Linked DNA regions of Rattus norvegicus: region 2 is linked to region 1. A link is a contact called in public Hi-C data. All regions are on one chromosome and are shown on one strand. The core of a region is the stretch at or near the end of the contact, and the rest is flanking DNA. Distances in the headings are between cores, read along the strand shown. Region 1 holds the start of Wiz (WIZ zinc finger). Region 2 overlaps Cyp4f39 (cytochrome P450, family 4, subfamily f, polypeptide 39).

Evidence for each region. Hi-C and Micro-C count contacts between places; a contact is called where the count stands out from the background.
Region 2: a contact with region 1 is called in a Hi-C map of the A7r5 cell line, with 5 times the contacts expected there. The contact joins the enhancer-like site here to the promoter of Wiz in region 1. A contact is called at or near these places in 5 of 12 Hi-C or Micro-C datasets (the A7r5 cell line, kidney, liver and 2 more).

The regions. Positions count from the first base shown.
Region 1 is chr7:12,043,106-12,048,489 of GRCr8, forward strand. It overlaps Wiz (WIZ zinc finger), which reads right to left and starts at 2,682. Exons shown (of 13, transcript NM_001427399.1): 1 at 2,537-2,682; 2 at 808-1,070. The coding sequence starts at 1,012. It overlaps Rasal3 (RAS protein activator like 3), which reads right to left. Exons shown (of 17, transcript NM_001414936.1): 15 at 5,333-5,384; 16 at 4,643-4,706; 17 at 3,985-4,542. The coding sequence ends at 4,387.
Region 2 is chr7:12,152,129-12,157,512 of GRCr8, forward strand. Cyp4f39 (cytochrome P450, family 4, subfamily f, polypeptide 39) reads left to right here. Exons shown (of 14, transcript NM_001399679.1): 12 at 1,760-1,824; 13 at 2,374-2,456; 14 at 2,872-3,948. The coding sequence ends at 3,103. Among named protein-coding and RNA genes, the nearest start is that of Cyp4f17, 16 kb to the right of the region's middle. Within about 2 kb of position 3,118, at least 7 of the 93 cell types and tissues checked have an H3K27ac peak or open chromatin away from gene starts, as enhancers often do.

The sequences.
Region 1 (5,384 bases), core at 1,432-3,931:
GGCAGTGCCTTTGTACTTGCTGTCCCACCACCCCGGGGGGGGGGGGGGCACCTCCCACCATTCATTCCGTGTGGTGCCTCAAATACCACTTTCTCCGGAGGCTTTCCCCCAAGTCGCCCCGGCCCAATCCTGGCCCTCTGTTTAATATCTGCATAGCCCCCATCATCACCTGCCCTTATGACATCTGTTCAGTTGTTCCTTGTGTCCAACTTCCCTTCTGGAACGCCAACCCCCGGAGGACTGAAACTCTCGCCTCTTTATGATTATTTCCCCCAGCACCCAGAACGGAAAGTGGCACACAGCAGGTGCTCGGTGTTTAATAAACAAACAATGCATTGTGAGGTGAGGTCAGTGTGAGCTAGCCCTGTATGGGGGTAAACCAAGGGAGAGAGGTAACTCGAATCTCTGACTCCCCAGACTTTTACCTTACCACCAGAGGGCACAAGCTCTTGCAGCTCCATCAAGACTGCAAGATGGAACAAGTGGGCTTTGGGTGAAGAGCTCAGAGTGCTGATATGGGTATTTGGATGTAGCTGGTGTCCAGCTCCGAGGGGAGAGTCAGGCCACTACAAGTACGAATCCCAGTTCCTTACCATCCTCTGGGGGACTGTGATCCAGTCATGGGCTCCCAAGACATCTGTTTTCGTAAGGGCAAAATGAAAGGTACAATGTGGAGCACTAAAGAAGGCTCTGGGCACCAAGCAGGTTCCGATCCCAACTCAGTCCCTGTTGGGTTGGGTGACCTGACTCTCTCTGAGCCCTGGGGGCTAAGTGGGATGCTTCTTTAGGGCCACGGAGCCCTCTTACCAGAAATGCCACTTCTGCCATCCAGAATGTCTCGAGGGCCTTCCTTGGTGATGGGCAGGTAGTGTGAAGATCGAAAAATATCACCTTCCCCTTCGGCAGCCTCAGCCCCACCCTCGATGTCCTCTCTTGGAGCTGGGCCAGGCAGTCTCTCTGGGCCTCGAGGACGATCCGGGGCAGCCAGGCCACCTGCCAGTAACCCCTCCATGGGTGCTAGCCGCTGATCTTCACTCAGGACCTGGCAGATTCAGCAAGACATCGTGGGTCTGGAGACAAAGATAGGGAAGACCTTAGGAGAGGAAGAAAAGAATTCTGTTTGTTTTCCCACCTCTCAAGACCCTAGTCCTCTCCTTCAAGGCCTATGGCCTCAGTTTACCTCTTAGTTGAAGTGACTGGGGTAAGTGGTGTTGAGGCCCCATTCTCACCCATTGTCACCCAATCACCTTTATTGTCAGCATGCCTCAATACACTAAAGCTTTCTCTTTTTCCAGCTTCTTCCCGGACTCTATTCATCTCAGTTACACACCTACACTCAGTCACCTCAGTCCTCCCTCATCCATCCTTCTACCTCCGCCTATTCCTCTCATCCCTCACTCACGGCTTCACCTTGTCCAGCTGCTTCCTGGCTGTCCTGTAACTGCATAACCTATTGCCAAGCATCCAGTGTCCAGGATCCCAGCCACTTCCACACTCCCAGCTCATGAGTGCACTGTCTCAAGTGCCCCCAATCTTTGCCCTTATACTTTTCTCACTTCTGTTGCCCCATATCAATTACCCCTACACTTTCCCAACCTTTACACCCTTCTCCCTACCCAGGAATGTAGGGTTATTAACCCCTTAACCTCTCCACACTCTCGAGTGACCCCCACCATTAACCCCTTCCCTTCTCCTCAGCATGATCTCTCATGCATACCAAGCCTGGGCTCCTCCACCCTGCCACCTTCCAATAGTACTGGTTGCCATCCTCCACCGATATCGGTTGCTCTAGCCGGAGGATGAAAGGGACCGAGAGGGCTCCGGTTTCAGAAATAAGGACCCTGGGGTAGGAGGGCGACTGTCCTCTCCACCTATAAATACCTTCAAGGTAGAGCAGAAAGTGAAGGGCAGGAATGAGGCGCTCTCCCCAGGGAGACGGTGGTGAGGCCGGGCCCAGGCAACCGGGGCGGGGCCGGGGCTCCAGGCCTGGTAGCAGGCGTTGCCCTCGGGGGCCTGGGTGCTCCCGGGGGGCCTATATGGGGTGGGTTGACAGTCTTGGCTGGAGGGGTCCCTGCCCAGGCCTGAAGAAAGCACCTGCGGGTACCGCTGGGGTAGGCACTGCCGGAGGGGATCGGGCAGGACCGCAACTTCGGAGCACTTTGGCAGCTTGGGGAGGGGGCTCCAGTCCAGATGGTCGTTCCCTACCCCACCTCCCGCAGGGGTCGCAGAGGTAGGGGCGGCGCTGCGCGGACGCACCCTGCGGGGAAGCTAGGGTCCCCAGGATGCGCCCTTCGCCCGTGCACCTCGGGGCGGGAGACCCCGCGGGACGAGCTGAGGTGGGGGGGAGACACCTGCCTCGAGACCCCCGCCCCTCCCCCCACCTGTACAGCCCCGCCCCCGGCCAGGCCCCGCCCCTGCAGGCCCCGCCCCGCCCCCCGCCCCAGGGGGTCCCGCCCGGCCGGACCGGGCCCAGGCCTCCCCTCCCCGTTCCAGCTCCGCCCCGCCCGCGAGCTTCCCGGGTTGGGTCGGGCCTCACCGGGGAGGCGTAGTCGCTGGCTGGGAACTCCCTTACTTCGCCGGGCCGTCGCTTCCACTACAGCTGCTGCAGCTCTTGGTGCGGGTGCCACGGCCTCCGCAGCCGCCGCTGCCTCCACAGCTCGGGGGACATTGTCCCTTTAAATCGGTCCCCCCGCCGCCCCGCCCCTCCCCCCCCGGCGCGCCGACGTGACCTCAGCGCGACAGCCCCGCCGCGCCGCCATGATGAGGAGGTCTGCCCCCCCTTGTGCCACTCCGGGGGGCGGGGGGATCCAACGGGCGCGCCGCCATATTGGGAGTGGCCAAGCAGGTCACCCTTAAAGGGCCCGCAGGACCTTAGCGTCGAGGGAGGGGCTCTGTTACCATGACAACAACCTGTCCTCTGCACCCCACTGGGTCTTCCTATACTAGGTTTGTTAATAACATCTAGGTTTGTTAATAACAGGTGAGTGGGAGGGAAGCATAGAAGTTTTCTCTTGGGTCATTCATGAATCATTGATGACTCCATCCAGTCAGTCAGTCCTTAGCTTTCAGACTCTCCCAATCATAAGGACACTTTTCTTTCTTTTCTCGTTGTTTGTATTGGACTTCAACATCTCCATTACTTTATGTCTGTTCTCAATGCTAAGCTCTCCTCCACCTAGCCTTCAGGATCATAGCCTCCAGACTAGACCGTATGCATACATCACAAACTGGTTGTCTTTCTCCCACCCATCACTCATTTGTCTACCCATTTATCTACATGCTCAATCTATCAACCACTCAACAACCGAATAAACAAATCACCTATCCATTTACCTTTCTAACACCTACTCGTCTATCCAAAAGTCCACTTAACCTATTCACCCATATTCCACATACCAGCCCACCATCACTTCTATTTTTCCACAGAATCAAGGGATTCAACAGTCCTACCAACATCCACCCATAGAGTCACCCATCAGTTGTATATTGTCTTCACCAAATGAAGAAGACAGGAGTCATTTTCCCATGACTCATTTGGGAGTCCCAAAAGACCTCGATAAACGTGAGGTGTGTGTGTGTGTGTGTGTGTGTGTGTGTGTGTGTGTGTGTGTGTGTGCGTGTTTACTCATTTAGTTCAAGTGTTAATTTCCTATTTTGTGTCAGCCTTCTCTAAGTAGACCTGTCTATTTTGATTCATGATCTGCCTTACAGCAGGTCAAATGTTCAGTGAATTAGCTAACCTAGTCACCTGCCTATTGGTTCATCCACCTTACTCAACCAGCCATAGAACTCAACCGTGTTCTCATGCACAGTCCGTTCCTTCATCTGCCTCTCAGACCCATTGCTCTCCCTGCCATAAAGGTACCTGCATTGTCTTTCTAGACAAAGTCTAGAAAGATTCTGTCACTCAGAACTTGAGGTATTGGCAGGGGATGAGGTGGGATAGGTGGGCGGGAGATCTGTGCATCATGGAAAAGCAGGTGGTTCCCACAACAATGATAAATACCTTTTATTGAATACCTTTAACTATGCAGAGAATTTTTAGATACAGAAGAGAGAATGGAGTCTTTTAGAGTGATGACCTTAGATCACACCAATAGTGAGGACAATTTTGCTAATCATTTTCATCTTCGGGAGACTTCAAATTAGGTAAGAATTTGGGGGAGCTGAGTAGAGAACTGGGTATGCTCTTGCATTAATCTTTGTAGGGGCAGAGAAACCAGTGATTTTCTGAAATGGAGATTTACTGGGCAACCTCACAGTTACCAGAGTGATTGACACCTCCCACTCTGTCCCCTACTAAGGGCCATGAAGGACTGAGGTAGTCAGAAAATCCTCTGTAGTGGCTCTCCTGGCTTCCAGACTGTATGGAGTGGGGTGAAATACTCAGGTGCCCATCGACAGATCAGCTCCATTGACACATGGTGCTTTGAGAGGCGGGGGCTGGCTCCGAGATCCTGGAGTTTTTGAAAGAAGCTGTAGGCTTTGGAGGGTATCCCTCAGCTGGTTCTGAGAACATTCCATCTCAGTCATGCGGTGCTCCTGGGAAGGCAGTAAAAGTGGGTTTGAGGTTGGGGTGGGAGTTGGGAGTGTTTGCCAAGCAGACTCCCCACTTCTCTCCAGTCTCAGACAAGATTCTTACCAGACTTTTCAGCCCGAGGCTACCGTTGCTTGGGAGACCACCCTTAGAATCCAACTTTGAGATCCTGTGAGGGGTCAGGGGCAAGAGAGTGGACAGGTCAGAAACAGGGAAACTCCCTCCCATCCTGGGTGGACTGCCAAGGACTCAGTGGGCAGGGCTTGGAGTGAAGTTGGAGTTCGTTCAAATAGGAGAGCAGGGCATAGGTCTATCTGAAGCAAGTTCTGGTTAGAGCTTGGCACGGCCAAGATGCAGACTAGCCAAGTGTGGAACAACCGTGAAACTCAGGATAGGGGGCTGAGGCTGCAGCAAGAGGCTGGAGAGTGCATGGTTAGCCTGGACTACATAGTTAAATCTAGTTTCACAGAAGGAACACTGACAGGGTGAGGGTGGGGGATGGAGGGATTAATTAATCAATTTGAAGGCGGGGACTGACCAATGGGCGGGAAGGGCCCAGATGGCCCAATCGGGATAGGAGGGTCTGGTTGAAGAGGTGTGAGAAGGTAAAAGGACTAGTCAAAGACGTGTGAGATTGGCCCTACAGGGAGAGGCTGCCAGGGCTGAACTAGTAACTTGGAGCTGTTAGGACCTGGAGGTGGGGGTGGTTTAGTAGGGGAGGGACTTTCTGGAAGATACTTGAGCCACCCTGACGAAGAAGCTGGGATCCAAGCTACCCTGAAGGGCGGGGCTCACCCAGCTCCCAGTCTGGAGTCCAGATCCTGCAGCTGACAGCGGAGCTGCTCTT
Region 2 (5,384 bases), core at 1,868-4,367, 110 kb after region 1:
TTTCTTGTCGAAGCGATAATATAACCCAACGAAAGCAACTCCAGGGGTAGAGCGTTTGTCTGGCTCACGATTCCCGGTTATAGCCGGTCGTGGCAGAGGAGTCAGAGTGACAGAGACATGAAACACTTAGTCATATTGCATCACAGACAAGAGCAAAGAGCGGTGGATGGCTACACGCATGCACGCCAGCGTTCAATTCTCTTGTCTTTATTGGGTCCAGGCCCTCGCCCGTGCAAGGGTGCCACCCACATTCAGTATGTCTTTCTATCCTAAGTAATCAATGAAGGAAATCTCTTATGGGTGCTGGAGACATGGCTGGGCACTGTAAGAGTACTGGCTCACGACTATCTCTAACTCTGGCTCTAGGGGATCCAGCACCCTGTTTTTGACTCTGTCGGTACCAGGTATGCATGTGATGCACATGCAGGTAAAACACTCACTTACACAATAAACAAATAAACCTAAAAATTAAAAAATGAAAGCACTTGCTGTTCCTCCAAAGGGCCTGAGTTGAGGTCTCAGCTCCTCGCTGGACAGTTCACAACCACCTATAACTCCAGTACCAGGAAATTTGACGCTCACTTTCTGACCCCCACACACGTGTCGTGTATACACACACTCTCACACATGGAGTATATATAAAATAGAAATATTAAAAAGAAGAAAAAGTCTTACTGGCATGCCTGTAGATCAATCTAATCTAGGCCATCCCTCTTGGAGACTCCCTTTTCAGGTGATTCTAGAGTGCATCAAGTAGACCAAACTAATCATCCGAGGGAAACCTAGGTGTGTGTAGAGGAGGTGGAAGTGCTTGTATCCAGACGGAAAGGGAAGTGTGGAGGAGGCCATGCTAGATCTGGGTGGGCATTAATGGTAGAAGGTCAGCATCTTTTAAAGAATAGGACGATGATGATGATGATGCGGAGGATGATGATGATGATGATGATGACGACGACGACGACGATGACGGTGGTGGTGGTGGTGTGTGTGCATACATGCATGCACAAATACACACACACACACACTACACACACACACACACACACACACACACACACACACGAAGGTCAGAGAACAGTTTTCAGCAGTCTATTCTCTTCTTTCACCATGAGTTCTAAGGCTTGAACTCTTGTCCTAGGGATTCCGTAGGAAGCACTTTTACGTGCTAAACATTTGGGGAGGGGCTGGACCCGAGGGTCAGTTTTGTTGTCATCTAACTGCTGAGAACCGAGCTGTAATTATGGTGACACCAGGAGCTCAGGCCTGAGTACCATCTAGTCTCTAGGGAGAGGCCCCACGTATTCCTGTCCATGTAGCATCGGGGATGGACAAAATGCAGACAGGCTTGAGAAGCCCTGGATGGAAGGCCACTTTCTCCAAGATGTAAGAAGAGCAAGTGTGTTTATGGAGCAGAACTTCAGAGTGCAGATGATGAACAACACATCCAACACCTGACTCTATCCAGAGGGAAGAAGGGAGCCAAGGGAGGTGAAAGGAACGACGACAGTCCTATGAGCTAAACTGTCAGACTGTGTGGACAGTGAGGCCATGGGGAAAGAGGCAGAGAGAGTGGACAGGGCAGCACTTGTCTTCGCAGAAGGACGGACAGGATGTAGTGGTAGCTGGCTCTCAGGGATCCTATGACTGAAGGAAGAACTGAGGTTGTGTGTGTGTGTGTGTGTGTGTGTGTGTGTGTGTGTGTGTTTCCAGACACTCCCTTGGGCTCCACTGATTCCAAATGTCGCCCCCCACCCCCCAGGAATTATCTGCTTGGTCAGCATCTACGGGACCCACTACAACCCCTTAGTGTGGCCTGACTCTAAGGTAAGTTCCTTCTTGGGGATGCTTGCAGTGACTGGGCCTGCTGTTACCCACTGACTCACTCAGTCCTCGTTAATTCACAAGGTCAGCAAATAGTCATTGAGCACCTACTGTGTGTCACACTTCTCTGCTTGGCAGTGATAACCTACAGTGACACCTCATGGACATTAAAGCAAAGTTCGTCAATAGACGAGATCATTTGGGGGCTTTGCTAAATGTTCTAAGGAGGTAAAAACAGATGGGGTGAGGGGAATTAAGCTCAAGGGATCCAGAGAGGGCCCCAAAGTCAAGGTAATGTTTGAACTGAGACCAAATCAGTATGAAGAGCAGGGAGAGGCCTGTTCCAGGCTGAGGAGACATCAAGTGCAATGGCCCTGAGGTAGAAAGGAGCACGGGTGCTTGACAACAGGAGACAGGCATGGATAGGTGTGTGTGATAGATTGGAGTAAATGGCCTCAAGGTGTTCCAGCTACGGGGTCCTCAGAGGTAGAGGTGCAGGTAGACTGGATGGTTGGGACAGTCCCCAGACTCACCCAGGCAATTCTTGTCTAGGTATACAATCCCTACCGTTTTGACCCAGACATTCCACAGCAGCGCTCCCCGCTGGCCTTTGTGCCTTTCTCAGCAGGTCCCAGGTAAGGTCTCTACTAATCGCAAACATCACTACAAATGGGAGGGGCAAAGCCAGATCAGGGGTGTGCCCCATGGAAGCAGGGACCAGGTCACACCCATGAGTAATTTTTGGCAATTTAAGTCCCCTCTGCTGCCCTAACTGAGCCATAAGGTTCCGAATCAGACTGCAATTCCGTCCTTGAGAAAAAGATACCACTCCAGTCTGTCAGACTCTGGGTTCTGGGCTCACATACTTCCAATAGCTTTGTGATGCTGTTACCATTCGGGTTCTACAGAGGAAGGAACTGAAGCTTAGATAAGGGCGGTCAACCGTCAGGACATATTGGTAGTAGTAAGCCGTGTGCTAGGATTTGAACGTTTGACTCTAGGGTTGCACGTCCTAAGGATTCTTGAGTCTCATTTGCACCCTTCCTGCAGGAACTGCATCGGGCAGAGCTTCGCCATGGCAGAGATGCGAGTGGTCGTGGCGCTGACACTCCTGCGCTTCCGCCTGAGCGTGGACCGAACCCGCAAGGTGCGGAGGAAGCCGGAGCTTATTCTACGCACGGAGAACGGCCTTTGGCTCAACGTGGAGCCGCTACCCTCGCGGGCCGGAGTGCCCCGAGGCCCCACGGAACCTGAGGTTCAGGCTCCGCCCGCTCAGGCCTAGACCACGCCTCCAAAGGCCTGGATCCGCCCCCAAGATATTGAGGACGTTGACTACGCTCCTCGAAAGCACAGGAGGACCAAGCTTTGTAGAGGAGCAGCTTGTTGGTGCTGACTTCGCCCCTCAGGACAAGACCCCATCCTTGGGATTTGGGTCAAAGTTCTGTCTTGAATTACTCCCACCGGCCCTCAGCGTGTGGGGATCATGCTAGGCCCCGCCCCCTCGGGCATGGGCTGCGGGCCCCAGTTTAAATCAGATTACCCTGGCCCTGCGGATTCCCAGGCCCGGCCCACAGAAACTTCCCCGGACCTAAGACTCACCGCTGGGGTTGTATCCTCACTTTCCCACTGGCTATGCCCAGGTTAGCTTCTAAACCGAGGATTTAGAAGCTGGAGCCCGAGGCTGCAGTCCTGAATCACAGCTCCATGGAAGGACTGTTCAAGCTGAACCTCAGGACTTAGGCTGTTTGCTTTGTTGCCGTTTTGTAAACCTAGACCCTTGCAAACCCCTTTCTCCTTGGTTGCGCCGTCCCTTTGCTGAGTTTTCTCAGGTTCAGGAGAGTAAGAGCAAGAGGATCCACACACCTTCTGCCTCACCCTGTCCCAGATGAGGAGACCAAGGTGGGGAGGCGGGCCTCTTGGCGGTCGGGACGCAACTGGGACATAGTTGTTTGATCTGGAACTAAACTCAGATTTTTTTTTTTTTTGGGACAATTTGTGCGCTGTTTATTTGGTCAATAATAATTCAATGTCTACTGGCGTGGGGCCAGGCATATAGCCTAGCCTAGTTCCTCCTTCTCAACAGAGAGGAGCAGAAGTTGAACAATTATACCTGTAAATGATCATTTACAACGTATGACAAATGTTTCAAACATGAGACCCCTGGTTCTGGGTGAATCTGACAGAGGTATCGGGAGCGAAGGATCACGGGAAGTCTGAGGCTGAAGTAAGAGCAGAAGCTGAGTGGACCGTAGGAAGGGAAGAGCATCCCAGGCAGAGGAACAGTGTCAGCAAAGGCCTGGGTTGGGGAAGAGCAGGAAGAGCTCACAGCAGTTTCAGTGTCTGTTAAATGAGATGGATAATCAGTCATCCAAATTGTGGAGCACTATGTAAGTAAGAACACGTAGGGAGACAGCTGAGCCGTGACAAGAGTTCCATCTCGAGTTCAACTCCAGCTTGGGCCAGGTGGACACCTAGTCTCAAGAAAGCAAGGGCTGGGGGTGTGCTCGGAATGGAGTGCTGGACCACGTCAGCCGAGCCTGGGAAGAACACAGGAAGCATTAGGTCTCGTCGGAATTCGTTACAGTAACTGTTTGCATCTGGGTGGTGGGAGCAGAACGGAGGAAGGGTAGTGGACCGAGAGCAAACAGCAAAGGGGAGTCAGGGGAGGTACGAGCAGGAACTGGGAAGGACATGGTTAGTGCAGGCTTCTTATGAATGGGGCTTGCAGGACAAGTGCGTAGGGTCAGGGTCCCGGGAGAGATGGAAAGCTTGTAGTATGTATTAGGCAAACCCTCAAATACTAACCTGTTAATAGTTCTTGGATTCGAATGTGAATTCCAGGCTGAGACTTGGTGGCACACATCTTTAATCCAAGTCTGGGTCACAAGTGTCTGTGAGTTTGAGGCCAGCTTCTTCTACATAGGGAGTTCCAGGACATCCAGGATCCAGGAATACCTAGAGAGATTCTGTCTTCTGTCTCAAAAAAAAAAAAAAAAAAAAAAAAAAAAGTAAAGCAACGACTAAGGGGTTGGAGTTGGGATGTAGTTCACTGGTGCAGTCCTGCACTTGACCTAATGTATGTTTGAGCTGTTGAGTGTATGTGTGCGTGTTTACACGTGTGAGTGTGTTTACATGTGTGTGTTTATGTGTGTGTTTACATGTGTGAGTGTGTTTACACGTGTGAGTGTGTGTTTACACGTGTGAGTGCACTGGAATGCACTCACACCCAGGTGCATGAAGAAGGGTTTAAAGACTAGAACTTAGAGATCCCCACAGTTACTGTAATGAATTCAGATGGGACTGAATGCTTCCCGTGTTCTCCCCAGGCTCGGCTGAGGTAGTCCAGCACTCCATTGAGAGCACACCCCCAGCCCTTGCTTTCTTGAGACTGGGTGTCCACCTGGCCCAAGCTGGCATTGAACTCAAGATGGAATGACTCTTGTCACGGCTCAGTTGTCTCCCCACGTGTTCTTATTTACTCTACACAGTGCTCCACGGTTTGGATGACTCTGATGATCTCATTTAATAGATGCTGAAACTGAGGTCTCAGAGGGAAGCCACTC